3 separate regions of the Mus musculus genome follow, and regions 2 and 3 are each linked to region 1. A link is a contact called in public HiChIP or PLAC-seq data. All regions are on one chromosome and are shown on one strand. Each heading gives the region's core, a stretch centred on a gene start, on an enhancer-like site or on the middle of the called end of the contact. The rest is flanking DNA. Distances are from core to core; before and after follow the strand shown. Region 1 holds the start of Cox19 (cytochrome c oxidase assembly protein 19). Region 2 has its middle 40 kb from the start of Gm30206. Region 3 holds the start of Micall2 (MICAL-like 2).

Region 1 (4,701 bases), core at 913-3,412:
CCTGCTTCTGGCCACCAAGGGTGCCTGCATACAAATGGTGTATATACAAACTCAGATGCACACACATACACATAAACTTAAAAAAATTATAATAAAGCCGGTCATATTGGCACACACCTTTAATTCTAGCATTCAGGAGGCAGAGGCCGGTGGATCTTTGTACATTTGAGTCCAGCCTGGTCTACGCAGCGAGTTCCAGGACAGCCAGGACTACATAGTGAGACCCTGCCTTTGAAAAAAAAATGAAGAATCAATAACGAATTGAAATAAAAATTTTAAATGGAAAATTTCCCAATGAAATGTTGGCAATGAAATCATAATCTAAAAATAGTGAGATGGCTCAGTGGGTAAACACGCTTGCCACCAAGGCTGACAACCTAAGTTTGATCTCTGGGACACACGTGGGGGTGGAGAGATCCCAGTTTTCCACAGTTTGTCCTCTGACTATATACGTGTCATGGCATATCCCCAAACACACTAAATAAATAAGCATAACTTAAAAAATACAGAGGCAGGCGGATTTCTGAGTTCGAGGACAGCCTGGTCTACAGAGTGAGTTCCAGGACAGCCAGGGCTACACAGAGAAACCCTGTCTCGGAACCCCCCCCCCCAAAAAAAAAACCCAAAAAACCAGTAATCTCTAAAGCTGTCCCTGGAGCTGGAGTCTCTACAGCAGTTCACCGAAGCGTCTAATCTACACTAACAGCTGCCGTTTCTACACTAACACGAGGGCTGAGGGCTGCTGCATCTCTCAGGGCTGTGTGCTGGTGGTAGGACTTGTGGGGAGGTCTGTGTGCTGGTGGTAGGTGGGGGGGGGGGGGATGTCCTATGTGCTGGTGGTAGGCAGGGCAGTCTTTTCTTTTTTTAATTATTGTAGTGCTGAGGACTGGACTCAGGTTCCTGTGCGTGCCAGGCACCAGCTCGGCCTCTGTAATCTGAATCTCCAACTCTCTCCCAGTTTGTTTGTTTTTTTTCTTTCCCATGTTCCAGTTTCCCAAAAGGCCTGTTAACTGCAGACTTCAGAACGGTGACTAGAAATCCTCCAGGCTGGAGGCGTGGCTCAGAGGTGAACACTCGCCTAGCATGTGCCAAACCCGGGCTTTCAGCCCCAGTGTTAGATATCAAAAAGCTTTTTGAAAATATTTCCTTGCCTAATGTTCACGGCAGACCCAGAGCCTGGAGCTAGGGGAGGGTGGGTATGTCCTGCGCTGAGCTGAGCTGCCGCCAGGGGGCCTAACATCAAGCTCCGTTCCAGGAGGCCTGTCACCATCCTATCACATTAGCCCCAAGTCTTACTTGGAGAGCCATGACATGTGGCCCTCTGAAATAGGGGCCCTCAAGACTCAGTTTCTCTGACTGCACCCCCACAGTGCTCTGAGCACGCCCAGCCCCACTACCCGGGAAGGACCTGTAATATTAACTGCTCTGCATCCAGGGTCCAGTACCTCAGACCCCACCCACCATTTCTAGCATCCTGTCATCAACACACATGACAATGCCACCCAGGTCTATAACCCCACACACTGTCCCTCATATTCAGCTCCTTCACTTTGGCTCTCAGACCTTCGATCCAGCACCCTAGGCCCTGTCACATCCAACATCTAACTCTTCAGACATTACACCTAAATCCAGCAACTCTGACCCGGCCACTCAAATCTAGTACCTTAGGCTCTGCCACCCAGATCTACAACCCCAGGCCCTGCCATCCAAACCCAGTGCCCCCAAACCTGCCATCTATAGCAAAGAGACAACACTCCAGTCTCTGCCACCCAGACCCAGCAGCCCAGACCCTGAACCCAGATCCAGTACCCCTGACCCTGCCACCCAGATATCCTGCACCCATAACTCTGTCACCCAAACCCAGTACCCCAGTACCCCTGACCCTGCCATCTAGAACCAGTATCCCAGATCCTGCCACCTACTTCCAATACCCCTGATCCTGTCACCGAGAAACAGCACTCCCTACCACTCAGACTCAGCACCCGAGACGCTGCCACCCAGATTCAGTATTCCTAACTCTGCCACCCGATCCCAGGCCGCCATCAGCCTGTGCCTCGCCTCGCCTCACCGAAGTGGTCCAGCGGGAAGCTGCCTTTGTCTGGGGGCCGCGGCTGGAAGCTTTTGGTCCCGAAGTTCATTGCGGTCGACATCACGGCGAAATCCAGAGCGGAGAGCGACGGCGACGCAGGGCAGATGGCTGAACACCGAGCGGGTCCAGGAAGCGTCGAGCTAGTCGAGCGGACGACTGGCCCCACCCCGAGTCCACCCAGGCTCCACCCACCAAGCCCCGCCTCACCTATCTAGCCCCGCCCCTGCCGTGTTGCGAAAGGATCTGCCCTTGGTTTCCAGCCCTCTGAGAAGCAGAAAGAAGCCTGGCAGTCATCTTTTGGTACTGATTAGCAAATAAGGACAGAAAGATGCAGCCATTTGCCCGAGGACACCAGTCTGTGCCCCGGGATCTTCATCCCACCCATCTGTCTTCCAGGGACTGAGTTTCCCATCTACTCAGAGGGAAAGAAGCACACTAAAGGAGGGGTGGCTAGCTTACTGCCAGTGCCGTGACACAGTGATACAAACGGGTTTTACAAACAGAAAATAAAGCAGGGTGCAGTCCCTCACACCTGTAGACAGCGCTTAGGGGGCTGAGGCAGAAGGATTGCCTGAGTTTTCAGCAAACCTGGGCTATGTAGCCAGTCCCACAAAACAAAAGAAAATCTCCCCAAAGGGCATCTTCTGTGGTTCAAGAGACCAGAAGTCTGATCCTAAGGTGTTGGTCATCAGCCCTCTTGTGGCCTGCTGTCCCTGCTGTCTGTTCCAGGGAGCCCAGGTTCTCTCCCAGCCTCTGAGATGTTCTGTCAATTTTAGGTAATTCTGGGCTGCTAGATATCTCCCTCCGGGGCCTCCACTTCTGGGAACATTCTCCCATGTTTCTGTATCCAAGTATTCCTTTTATGACATTGCCACACCGGGGTAGGGCCATCCCAACAATCAATTCTCTTTCCTTCCTTCCTTCCTTCCTTCCTTCCTTCCTTCCTTCCTTCCTTCTTTGCTGTCTGATTTTCTTTTTTCTTTCTTTCCTTCCTCCCTTCTTCCCTTTCTCTTTTTCTCTCTCCCTCTTTCCCTCTTTCCCTCTTTCTCTCTCTCTCTCTCTCTCTCTCTCTCTCTCTCTCTCTCTCTCTCTCTCTCTTTCTTTTGAGACAGGGTTTCTCTGTAGCTCTGGCTGTCCTGGAACTCTGTAAACCAGGCTGGCCTTGAACTCAGAGATCCACCTGCCTCTGCCTCCCAAGTGCTGGGATTCAAGTTGTGCTCCACCATGCTCAGCTCATCCCAACAATTTTAACCTCTGCTGCTTACATCTGCCACAACATTATTTCAAAAGGTCCTGGGGGCTGGGACTGTGCCAGGTGGATTTGGGGGGGACTGTTCTATGGTAGTGGGGTGCACTCTACTGACTCTTTGCTGTTGTTATGGCAATAACACCCATACCCAGCACCCCTGCTTTTCAGCTTGGGGACAGAGAAGAGCACTCGCACCCTGCCACCCTGCACTGCTGTCAGTGTAGGACATTGGCCGTCATTCCATCTCAGCCACACATGAATGCTATGTTCTACACTACACCAGGCCCTGGCAGTGAGCAGAATGGGCTCAGTGGGCTCCTAGCAGCTCCTTGGGGCCAGCTCTTCCTCTACAGTCCCTTGATGAATCCCAACATCACTGACGCAGAAGCAGAAACAATTCCCAGGGGCTGCAGAGAGGTGCTTGACCGGCAGATCTACTCAGTCTCTCCTGTCTTGCTGGACTCCCCTCCTCCACAGGCACTGGATCCCATCCTGCCTTCCTGTCTGGGAGGCTGGATTTAGCAGATCTACAGGCTGCCTTCAGAGGAGTACCATCTCCCTGCCAGACCTCCAGCAAGCCCATTCCAGGTCTGCTTCCAATCACCTCTCAAAACGGGGCCTGGAGGGATGAACTCAGCTGGCAAGGACACTCACTATAGCAACATGAGGACCTGAGTTCAAATCCCTAGAGCCTCCCACCCCCACCCCCAAAAGCCAGGCTGGGTAGCATGGGCCTCTAATCCCAGCATTGTAAGGGGTGCCTTGCTGGCTGCCAGCCTGGCTCCAGGTTCAGCCAACACCCTGTCACAAGGGGATAAAGGGGAGAGAGAGAGCAGGGCAGCTGATGTCCTCCTCTGGTTTCCACATGTGTATGGGGTATACACATCTCACATCTGCACATCAGAGAGAGAGAGAGAGAGAGAGAGAGAGAGAGAGAGAGAGAGAGAGAGAGTTATAGAGAGACTTCAGAAGGAAAGCTGTACTTTGTTGATATCATAGAAACAGCTCTTTTGCACCTTTCCCATGCCTGGGACCAGAGGCCATACACTGAGTTATTCATTAATGCTTTCTGGACTGTGAACAATGGTGTCTTTTATGACTCAGCAAGCAGCCCTTTTCCACTTAAAATAAGAAGACATCTCTGTCCCTGGGGTGGCAGACCTTCTGTCAGGCATCCCAAAGAACCAAGAAAGCAGCAGGGGCTGGTGTCTGGGCTATGAAAGCAACTTTTAACCTGCCATTCCTCGGAAATGGCTACTGCCTTGTATGAATGCTTTTGTGTTATTTGTTTTGGTTTAAGATGGGTACTCACTGTGCAGCTCTGGCTGGCCTTGAACTCACTAAGTTCTGCCTCCCTCTGCCT
Region 2 (4,701 bases), core at 819-3,318, 480 kb before region 1:
TTGGGCACCCCCAGCTCTGGATCGCTTCGAAGCAAATCAGACACCCTGAACACAAACCATGTCCACCAGGTGAGGCTACACCCATTTCCTCTAGCTCCCTTCCCCCAGCATGTCAGCCCAATAGTTCAGGGCTGAAGAGAAAGGAGACATGTGGGTTCTGCCTGGGTACTGCATAGCTGTCAGAAGAGACCCTAGGACATTCCTATAACTCCCCAATCTGGAAAGGCTCTGGTCAGTGTGGCCAGATAAACAGACAGACTGTCTGATAGGTCCTCATTGTGTGTCCTCAGCTTTGTCATAGACTCAAGGTTGCCCAAGGAAATGAGACCCGCTTCTACCTACTGACCTACAACAAGCTTGGACAGGGCAGTATGGGGTTTGTTGTGAGTCCTCAGGGTTCAGGGGAACATCCTCTTTGCTCTTGCCTGTTCTAGTGACCCCTCCTCAACTTTTTCAGTCATCAAATGATATCTTGAAGAACCCTAGCCCCCAGAGCAGGACTTGGTCACTACACTATGGTTCCTGCTTCAAAGGGTAATCTGCCCACTGTCCTCCCACAGGTGCCATGGTGTGGCTATTTCTGTGTTCTACCACAGCTTCCTCCCCCCAGGTGCCTGTAGCTATACATAATAAAGACCTTGCTCCACTGATGCCCAGAGCTCTGACCCTTCCCAGGCTCCTTGTTTACCAGCAGGAAAACAGGCCCAGCAGGCGGGTGGGGTGCAGGCCGTCCCTGGCCCCAGCTGTGGAGCAGCTGAGCTCACTGGAAACCAGCTAGGGACCTGAATGCCACTCTTGTCTGCTGGCCTGGTCAACAGCCTCTGTGGCTGCCCAGAGTCTCTATTGACTCAAGATAAGTTCCGGGGGCCCAGAGAACTCACTGTTTGGCCCAGTGTCCAGGCAGAGACAGCTGGGCCTGCTGAGTCCCATGCTGGGACCTAGTGGCCGGTATTGCCAGCTCTGCAAACACGCAGCTGGTCATACACTGTGTCCCTCATGGCAACACCTATCAGCTTCTTGTGGCAATGCCAGCCATGAGGTGGGTCACATGCCCTTAGAGCTCTGTCCAGAGCAGGTGTTGGAATGACGTAATATCTTGCCAGAGATGACTTGGTCTTCCGACTCTCACCAATATTTACATTCTCAGCTGTGCAGAAAATCTAATCAGACTTCCAGTGACACCTGCCAGGTTATGCCATATTGTTCCCTGGCTTTAGGCTTCTGGAGGCCTAGTAATCTGACAGGGGGTGGGGGGACCTGGGGGGAGTATGGGGGAAGACTAGGGCACAGCAGTAGGGACTCAGGGAGGAAACACAAGGCAAGATGGGCAGGCAGATGCAGCTCCAGCTTGCAGCCCCCAGAGGCCCTGGGGCTCCATCCACTCTGTCCAGAGCTAAACCAGGGCACATGTCCAACTTACTGAGGCTTGGATCAGAGACCAGCAAAAAAGAAAGGGGTATGAGGAAGTACTTTCTAGAAATTTCTTTCAGGAAAAATAGCAGGCCCCACCATCTAGAGCCTATGCAGCAACTGAATATGGTTTAGCAATTGCTGAACCAACTTGTCCCAGGTGAATGAATGAGTATCCAGGATGACCACAGGTGAGCACCCAGTATGAGCACAGGTGAGCACCCAGTATGACCACAGATGAGTGCCCAGTACAAAGGTTTTCTGAAAGGTCTTTATCCCCAAGGCCTCCACCCCTTGCTAAGGGAGGCTTTCTTGCTCTGCTCTGTCTGCTTGCCTCCCTTGAGCACAAACAACGGACAGAGTCACACAGACAAGGACCCTTGTGGGCTGTGTCTTCCTCAGAGACCCAGCATGGTCAATCCCATCAGCACACCTACAGTGGGCCAGAGCCTCTGAGGAACTATCTGGGGTTCCATTGGCCATTAGGAACTGGAGATAAAGCCCATCTATGTCAGAACAAATAAGGCGCTGAAACCAGAGAAGCCTGAAGAGAAGATAAACCCAGCATTCATGCGCAGCAGGGAGAGACTGTGTGTCCCCTACTTCCCGCATCCACAGTCCCAGCCCAGCAGAAACAAAGAGAACAGAGCCAGCCACGTTAATCATTACTGCTCAGCCCAGGGTGAGGAGAGCGGGCCTTTATTTGGAGGAGGAAAGGAGGCTCCACCTACCAGCCCCATGTGGTCCTCAAACCCTGGCCCTGTGCTGGCTCCTGAAACAGAAATACCCCTGCCCTGCACGCTCATAGCTGGCAACTCCACTGCACAAAGAACACTGCTCTAAGTCCTAAGGCCTACCCTCTCTGTGTGGTTACGGGGCAGCCCACCCAGGTAAGGAAGACACAAACTGATTGACTTGGTAGCATCATCCAAAGTTGAAGAATGGTGCTGTAGGTTTGCCCTGGATAGCAGCTGTTCTTGACCTGTCCTCGCCAAAGAAGCTACCATGCCACTGGGGCTTTCTGAATCCTGGGAGATCCAAAGTCATGTGATGCCATCCCCAAAACCTCCAGCAGCCATCAGAGGTGTGCAGCCTGTGCCAAAAGCCAGGCAGCAGGCTACAGCTGGCAGTCTCGATCTGGTCCCCTGCCCAGGCTTGAATGACTAAAGCCCAGAGTGAGGGCAGTACCTTCTCAGGAGCAGGGGAGAGCAGGAGAGAGGCTTCCCTCTGTCCTAGGAAACTGAGTCGGTAGAGTCTTCAGAGAGAAGAACTGAGGGACAGCTGACAGGATCCAGGAGGGCAGAGGTTCCTGCCTGGTGAGGGGCACCAGGGCTACAGGGAGTTGAGAGGCACTTTGTAGAGCAGCTGTGAAGACTAGCTCTGGACATGCGGTGCCTGTGGTCTACCCTGATGCAACTGCTGTTTGAGATGAAATAGACAGATTTCTGGGGAGATAGGGGTATGGCTGACCAGACTCAACAGAGGGAAGCTGGGAACACTGATAACGATGTAGAAATTCCTTTCCACCTAAACAAGGCACAAGGTCACAGGGCAGCAAGGGTGGGACCAGGCTCTCCATGAGAGAAGCAAAACCAGCAAGAGGCAGAGCCTTGTCGCTCCTGGAGACTGTGAGTATGTGCTTTCACATGCATCTGTGTGCGTGTATGTGTGCTTATGCACATGTGTCTGAATGAACACATGTGTGTGCTATGCCCATATCTATGCTTTCACATACATATACCTATATGCACACACACATGTACACTTGCTTGTGTACATGTCTGTGTCCATACACATGTTATCTGCATACATACACATGTGTGCTTGTATACATCAGTGCGTTTGTACACTTGCATATGCATACATATATGTGTTGTGTACACATCTGCATCCCACACACACATTTGCCTACACACAGGTGTATTTATGAACATATGTCTGTGTGTAAACATGTGTGTATGTATTGCTGCCCTAAGAAACTCTTTTCACCCCGCAGAAGCCATCCTGGGTTAGCTGTCTAACCGTGAAGTTAAATGCGTCTCAGTTAATTTGTTTTTCATTTGAAGGAAACTTAAGTTCACAGGGATAATTACTCTTTCATTTTAATTTCATGATGAAGTTATTTTCTGTGCCTCCTCTCCACAAAACAAGATCTCACTATGTAGCCCTAACTGGCATGGGATTCACTATGTAGACCAGACAGGCCTCTGCCTCCCGAGTGCTGAGATTAAACTTATTTATTTGTTTGTTTGTTTATTTATTTACTATCCCAATCACAGCCCCCCTCCCTCCTCGCCTCTCAGTTCCACTCTCACATTCCCCTTCTTCCATCCTCTCCTCCTTTTCTCCTCAGAGAAGGGCACACACCCCCACCATGGGTGCCAACCCACCCTGGCACATTAAGTTGCAGGAGGACTAAAGTGTATCTGGCTCTCCTATTGAGGCCAGATGAGGCAGCCCAGCTAAGAAAAGGAGTCCCAAAGGCAGGCAACAGGACCAGAGTCCGCTCCTGCTCCAATTGTTAGAGGACCCATAAACCATCACGGCTCCCCTATACATAGGTAGCAGGTGTGCAGCCGATGGTTTGTATATGCTCTACCTAGGAAGTGGAACTATTAGAAGGTGTGGCCCTGTTGGAGTAGGTGTGTCACTGTGGGTGTGGGCTTTAAGACTCTCATCCTAGCTGCCTGGAAGCTAGTATTCTGCTAGCACCTTTCTGATGAAGATGTAGAACTCTCAGCTTCTCCTGTCCCATGCCCGCCTGGACGCTGCTATGCTCCCGCCTTGATGATAATGGACTGAAACTCTGAAACTGTAAGACAGCCCCAATTAAATGTTGTCCTTTATAAGAGTTGCCTTGGTCATGGTGTCTGTTCACAGCACTAAAACCCTAACTAAGACAGGGGTCTAGGTCCAGGCCAGGCATGTTCTTTGGTTAGTTAGATTCAGGCTCTGTGAGCCCCCATGAGCCCAGGTTAGTCTTCTTATAGTGTCTTTGACTCCTCTGGCTATGATTAAATTTCTGATTGCCTCTCTGGCTGGGATCAGTTTTCATGATTATTCTCATACTGGGGACCTCCAGGGACCAAGGGCATGATTCACTCTGTCCCCTTCGCTCATTCACATCTTTATTTTGTAGTCACCAACCCCTAGTTTTCCTGGTAAAATTGTGCACAGTTAATTGCTTTACCACCCAGAGAAAAGTTTGTCTTCCATTAGCCTGAGTTCAACTTGTCCTTTTTTGGTGTGGATAATATCAAATAAGAACTATATAAAAGACTACCATTTTCT
Region 3 (4,701 bases), core at 1,356-3,855, 390 kb after region 1:
TTGCTACTGTTAATGAATCTTATCTGTGTTTTCCAATGGTCTCAGACAACCCCTGTAAAAGGGTCATTTGACACACACCCTAACCCCCACCAAGAAGATTGCAACCCACAGGCTGAGTGAGAACCACTGCTTTACAATCTCATCAGTGTGATTCTTGCCAAAATCCCTACGCTCTTTCCACCACTGCTATTACACAATCCACACCCAGGGCTACCTGTCCTCAGATTCCCAAAGGCCAGGGATCCAGTGTGAAGGTGTAGCAGTGACATACTTGCTACAGGACAGAGGGTCTTATCCCTCCCAGCTTCTGAAAGCCCCAGGGTGTCCCTTGTCTCCACCTCTGGACTTCCTACTTCTGTCACCTTCAAACTCCTTCCAAATGCACACAAGCTCCTACCAAACTTCTACATCTACTGAGCCCACAAGGCAGGCCCTTATCTGTAGGGCTCCAGCTACATTGTAACCACCTCCAGGTTGCCATACCGGGTTAACTAAGAGACTTGAGCTATCAGTCCAGCTGGGGAGACCGCAAGGAAGTCAGCAGTGTGAGATAACCCTCCCAGAGTGAACTGAGCAGGCACCTCTTCGTCCAGCCTCCTTCCTGTCACCAACTCTTGGTTCCCTGTTCCCTGTCATTACCTTGAACTTCTGTCTCTGAGACCAGAAGTTGCTCCCTGCACTAGATGACCTTATGCTGTATACAGTAGGCACTCATTAGATAAGTGAGCAAATCTTTAACACTTGCCTGTGCCAGCATATACATGCACACACAAGTAAACATACAAGTATAAATAAACATATATCTCTTCGTGTACACCTCTCCTCCTCTGTGGGGACTACATGTCAGGCCATGAGCACACATAGTCCCTGCTTCGGAGCAGAGGAAACCCCATGTCTGCAAAGGCCCTGTCCCTGTCCAATTACCAGCTGAGGCTAATCCAGCCAAAATCCAACATCATCGTCTCCTCCACTTGAGAACTCGTCACATAGTTCTCATCTGAGCTCCCCACTCTGCATCATCATCCAGACTCCCCCTGCACCACCGGAAGAAACCTGACTACCCACGTTCTCATCCCAAGTCCATTTTCCAAGGTCTACATCCTTGGCCCAGCATCCATCGAAGCTCAGCTTCCTGGTTTCCACATGACTGATGCCCCACTGAGCTCACACCATCCATCTCCCTGAGAGTGACTGAGGCTCATGCCATGGGGCCCTCCCAAGCAGCTCGGGGGTTGGGGTGGGGAATTCATAACCACAGGGCAGAAGCCTACTTCTTGCTCAAGATTCCGGCTTCCTGAGCAGAGCAAAGCTTGGCACAAGGGAGTCTGATAGCACCAGGCCTGGCTCTTCCTGACACATTGTGTAACACGAACAATATTTGTTTGTTTTTCCTTTTCGGAGCCTCAGTTTCCCCATCTGCACAGCAAGAAGGCTGGCTGAGGTGGGCTCCACAGGTGCTGCCTGGAGCCTCACTCAGCCCTAAGACCTCCCTGGGAAACACTCCCAGACCAGCCAACTCTGCATTTATGTACCATGTACAGGAGAATGCTTTCCTCTGAAGGGCATGGGCTGTAGGTGATCTTGTCCCATTTCAGGACTCTGGTCACCAGACTAACTTAGGTCCCTGTAACAGAGTCTGCCTAAGTGTTTGCTAAGTGAATAACTGATAGAACAGTTTGAGTTGTGGGCCAAGGTCCTTCAACAAGACAGAGCTGGCTTGCTTCCCAACTTCCTATGCCAAGACTCTTCTTCTATAGAAGGCTTTAGACCCAATCCCTGTCCTCTCCTACAACTTCCAAGGATGATGGCCCAGACTCCATTGTCTCCTGTCATTCTAAGGTGCTAAAAGGCTTGCGCTTCCCTCTTTGATTGCTTTCCCAAAGATGCCTAGACAAATTAGAGGAGGGGCAGTAATCCCACTAGAAGCCTCAAATGGCCCTGATCTTGGGGCCAGACCTCAGACCCCCAGGAGCTGTTCCTTTGCCCTTTCTCAGGGAGCTCGGGGAAGGCGGACGCTGCCCTGAGTCACCACTGACTAAGCCGGCTGGACAGCCCATGTCCTGGCCCCTGGCCCAGCTGCACTTGGTGGCCTGCACAGAGGCTACTTGACTGCCACAGCCTTGGAGACCACCAAATAGGCTGTACCTGCAGGTCTCTGCTCTACCCCGGGTGGCCCATCTGAGAGGGGTGTGTCTGAAACCTCCGACCCGGATCCCAAGGCAGGCGTGGCCTCAGTTTCCCGTTTGCAGCGGCACATCAGAGCCCGACAGAGGGGTTAAAGAGCACTCACATAAGGTCAGGCCGGTGTCGGTGCAAGATAGCGCAGAAGGCCAGGCCATCGCGGAACGAGGTGGTCATGTTGGTGATGCTCACGTCCCGGTAGCCCTCGCACTGCTGCCGGCACCATTCTTGCAGGGCCTTTATGGCGGCCATATGGGCGGCAGGACGGGCTGGCGGCTCGAGGAGCTGGCTACAGGCCCCTCTTGGGCCCGAGACGCGCAGGAGGCCCGGACCCGCCGACCACCAGCCGGGCTGGAAGAAGAGAACACCGGGAGACCGGCGCCCCACACACTCTTGACGCCTGCGAGGCCGCCGGCCCCGCCCCCTAGAGGCCCCGCCTCTTCAGACCCGCCCCCACAAGATCACGCCTCTTGAAGGCCTGGCTCACCAGCTCCAAGCTCCACACAGGCTCCTTGTTCCGGCCGCACCGCCCCAGTTTGGTCAGGCCACACCCACGCCCCACAAAGGGCACGCCCACATAAGACCACGCCCCCTCTTTCCTGGGACTTGAAGAATAGGGGCCCGGTACTCTGGGCGTTGGCTCCCGCCTTGGCCTTTAGCCATAACTCCCAGCAGAGGCGTCGGGGTTTTCTTTTTTTGTTTTCCTTGAGACCGGGACCAATGTAGCTCGCATTGGCCTCTAGCTTATTATAAAAGCAAAGATGACCTTGTGTTTCAGATTCCCCAGCCTCCACCTCCTTTACTGCTCTCGGATTACAGGCTTGTGCCCCACACCATGCCTGGTTTGTGCAGTGCTGGGTATGGACCCTGAGGCTTCCTGCATGCCAGGCAAGCATACCACCAGCTGAGCTACACTCCCAGCTACGGTTTTCTTTCTTACTTTTAATTCTATCTTATGCATATGGGCTTTGGTCTGAAAGTGTATCTGCACCCCTTGTGTGTCTGGTAGCCCGGGAGACCTGAAGAAGGCCCCTGCTCTTCTAGAATCGGAGTTGGAGCGGGTTGTGCTGCCATGTGGGTGCTGGAAACTAAACCCCAGGACTTCTGGAAGAGCAGCAAATGCTCTTAACGACTGACCCATCTCTCCAGTCCAAACCCGCAACAGCGTTCTTTTATTTTATTTTATTTTTTAAAGTTGAGGCCAAGCTGCCTAGTCTGCCTAACTCATCCTCCTGCCTCAGCCTCTAGAGTTGGCAGCCTGTTGACAAATGGGAAAACAGAGGCTAGGGTAGATGCAACCTCTGAGGAGTGTCCCTTTTCAGGGTCTACAAAGCTGTCTGGTTGGAAGCTGGGGTGGACCTTGCTGAGTAGTGTGCTTTCCCATCAGACAGATACTGGTCGTGATGGCACACACCTGGAATCCCAGCCCTCAGCGGGGAGAAGCTGGAAGATCAGAAATCCAAGCTTATCCCAGGATACATATGGGGTGCAAGGCTGACATGGGCGACCTGAGACCCTGTCTCAAACTTTAAAATACTGTCTGCTTTCCCTTCACCCTCAAGGGTGCCAAGCCAGCCAGAATAACCGCTCTACATTCACAGAGGAGGAAAGGAAGGCTGAGGGGGCACGCTCCAGGGGTCTTGAGACAGGAGACTCTTAGCCTCTTTCAAGTCTCTGAGGATGCCAGGGGTGATTAAGGAAAGTACCTCTCCCAGGTCCTCAGTTAGAGCCAGGGGCTGCCCTGAATGTTCTTTTGTTGTTTTGTTTTGTTTCTGAGACAGAATTTCTCTGTGTAGCCCTGGCTATCCTGGAACTCACTCTGTAGACCAGGCTGGCCTCGAACTCACAGAGAACCACCTGCTTCTTCCTCAAGTGCTGGAATTAAAGGTGTGCGCCACCTCTGCCCAGCTTTGTTTCTCCGCACCCTCAGGAATCTATATGTCATCAGATGGACCGGACTATGACAGCAACAGTGTGAACCGGCCCTTCCCAGCTGGGCCCCAGAGCTTGTCTAGGCAGGATCTTTAGGAAGGTAGGTGTTTTCCCCAAAATGGCATCTGGCTTGGAGCCAGGTGCCGTCTCTACCAGGAGTGAAAACAGGTTTTCCGTGCCCAAGCTGTGGGCTGGCATCAAGGAGGCACCTGGGTACAGGCAGCAGGTGTGGGGCTGGTAGGTGGGCAGCAAGATCCTCATCCCAACTCTGGAGGGCACAAGACTGCCCCTGGGATTATAGCCCCAACCCTTGCCCAGTGGAAGCAGCTGACCTGCCCGAGGGTTCTCGCCAGGAGGACAAAGTGCAGTATCACACCCCATTCAGCTAGAGCCTGGTCCCGGAACCAGGTTTTCCTGACCCTCTGGGCAGCAATTACAAGAACCGGAAAAGCTGGTAAGGAAGGTAACTGCCAAGACGTGGGGAGAAAGGGTGTGCAAACGGAGGGAGGGCCATGCCAGGGTCTGAGTTCTAATGTCAGCTCCAGGGTCATCATGTGACCAGCCTCTTCAGACTCCCCACCCTTAGCT

Evidence for each region. HiChIP or PLAC-seq counts read pairs in DNA pulled down with a chosen protein or histone mark.
Region 2: an H3K27ac HiChIP or PLAC-seq map of extraembryonic endoderm stem cells shows a contact between it and region 1, with 3 times the contacts expected there. The contact joins the enhancer-like site here to the promoter of Cox19 in region 1. A contact is called at or near these places in 3 of 39 promoter capture datasets (hippocampal neurons, liver and pre-B cells), 1 of 15 datasets of contacts at CTCF or cohesin (large pre-B cells), 20 of 484 Hi-C or Micro-C datasets (B cells, the Ba/F3 cell line, CD4 T cells and 12 more), 6 of 115 datasets of contacts at active chromatin or transcription factors (T-cell acute lymphoblastic leukemia, bone marrow-derived macrophages, embryonic stem cells and 3 more) and 1 of 9 other capture datasets (embryonic stem cells).
Region 3: a contact with region 1 is called in an H3K4me3 HiChIP or PLAC-seq map of neural tube, with 4 times the contacts expected there. The contact joins the promoter of Micall2 here to the promoter of Cox19 in region 1. A contact is called at or near these places in 15 of 39 promoter capture datasets (the 3T3-L1 cell line, 3T3-L1-derived adipocytes, the HPC-7 cell line and 10 more), 2 of 15 datasets of contacts at CTCF or cohesin (embryonic stem cells and large pre-B cells), 16 of 484 Hi-C or Micro-C datasets (the G1E-ER4 cell line, LSK cells, cerebellar granule neurons and 5 more), 15 of 115 datasets of contacts at active chromatin or transcription factors (T-cell acute lymphoblastic leukemia, acute myeloid leukemia, astrocytes and 11 more) and 2 of 9 other capture datasets (adipose tissue and liver).

Annotation. Positions count from the first base shown.
Region 1 is chr5:139,343,004-139,347,704 of GRCm38.p6, forward strand. Cox19 (cytochrome c oxidase assembly protein 19) reads right to left here and starts at 2,163. Exons shown (of 3, transcript NM_197980.1): 1 at 2,069-2,163. The coding sequence starts at 2,150.
Region 2 is chr5:138,862,988-138,867,688 of GRCm38.p6, forward strand. It overlaps the pseudogene Gm31891. Among named protein-coding and RNA genes, the nearest start is that of Gm30206, 40 kb to the left of the region's middle. Within about 2 kb of position 2,069, at least 32 of the 459 cell types and tissues checked have an H3K27ac peak or open chromatin away from gene starts, as enhancers often do. A contact at or near this core is called in the G1E-ER4 cell line and extraembryonic endoderm stem cells, where this site is marked.
Region 3 is chr5:139,733,728-139,738,428 of GRCm38.p6, forward strand. It overlaps Micall2 (MICAL-like 2), which reads right to left and starts at 2,606. Exons shown (of 17, transcript NM_174850.3): 1 at 2,291-2,606. The coding sequence starts at 2,433.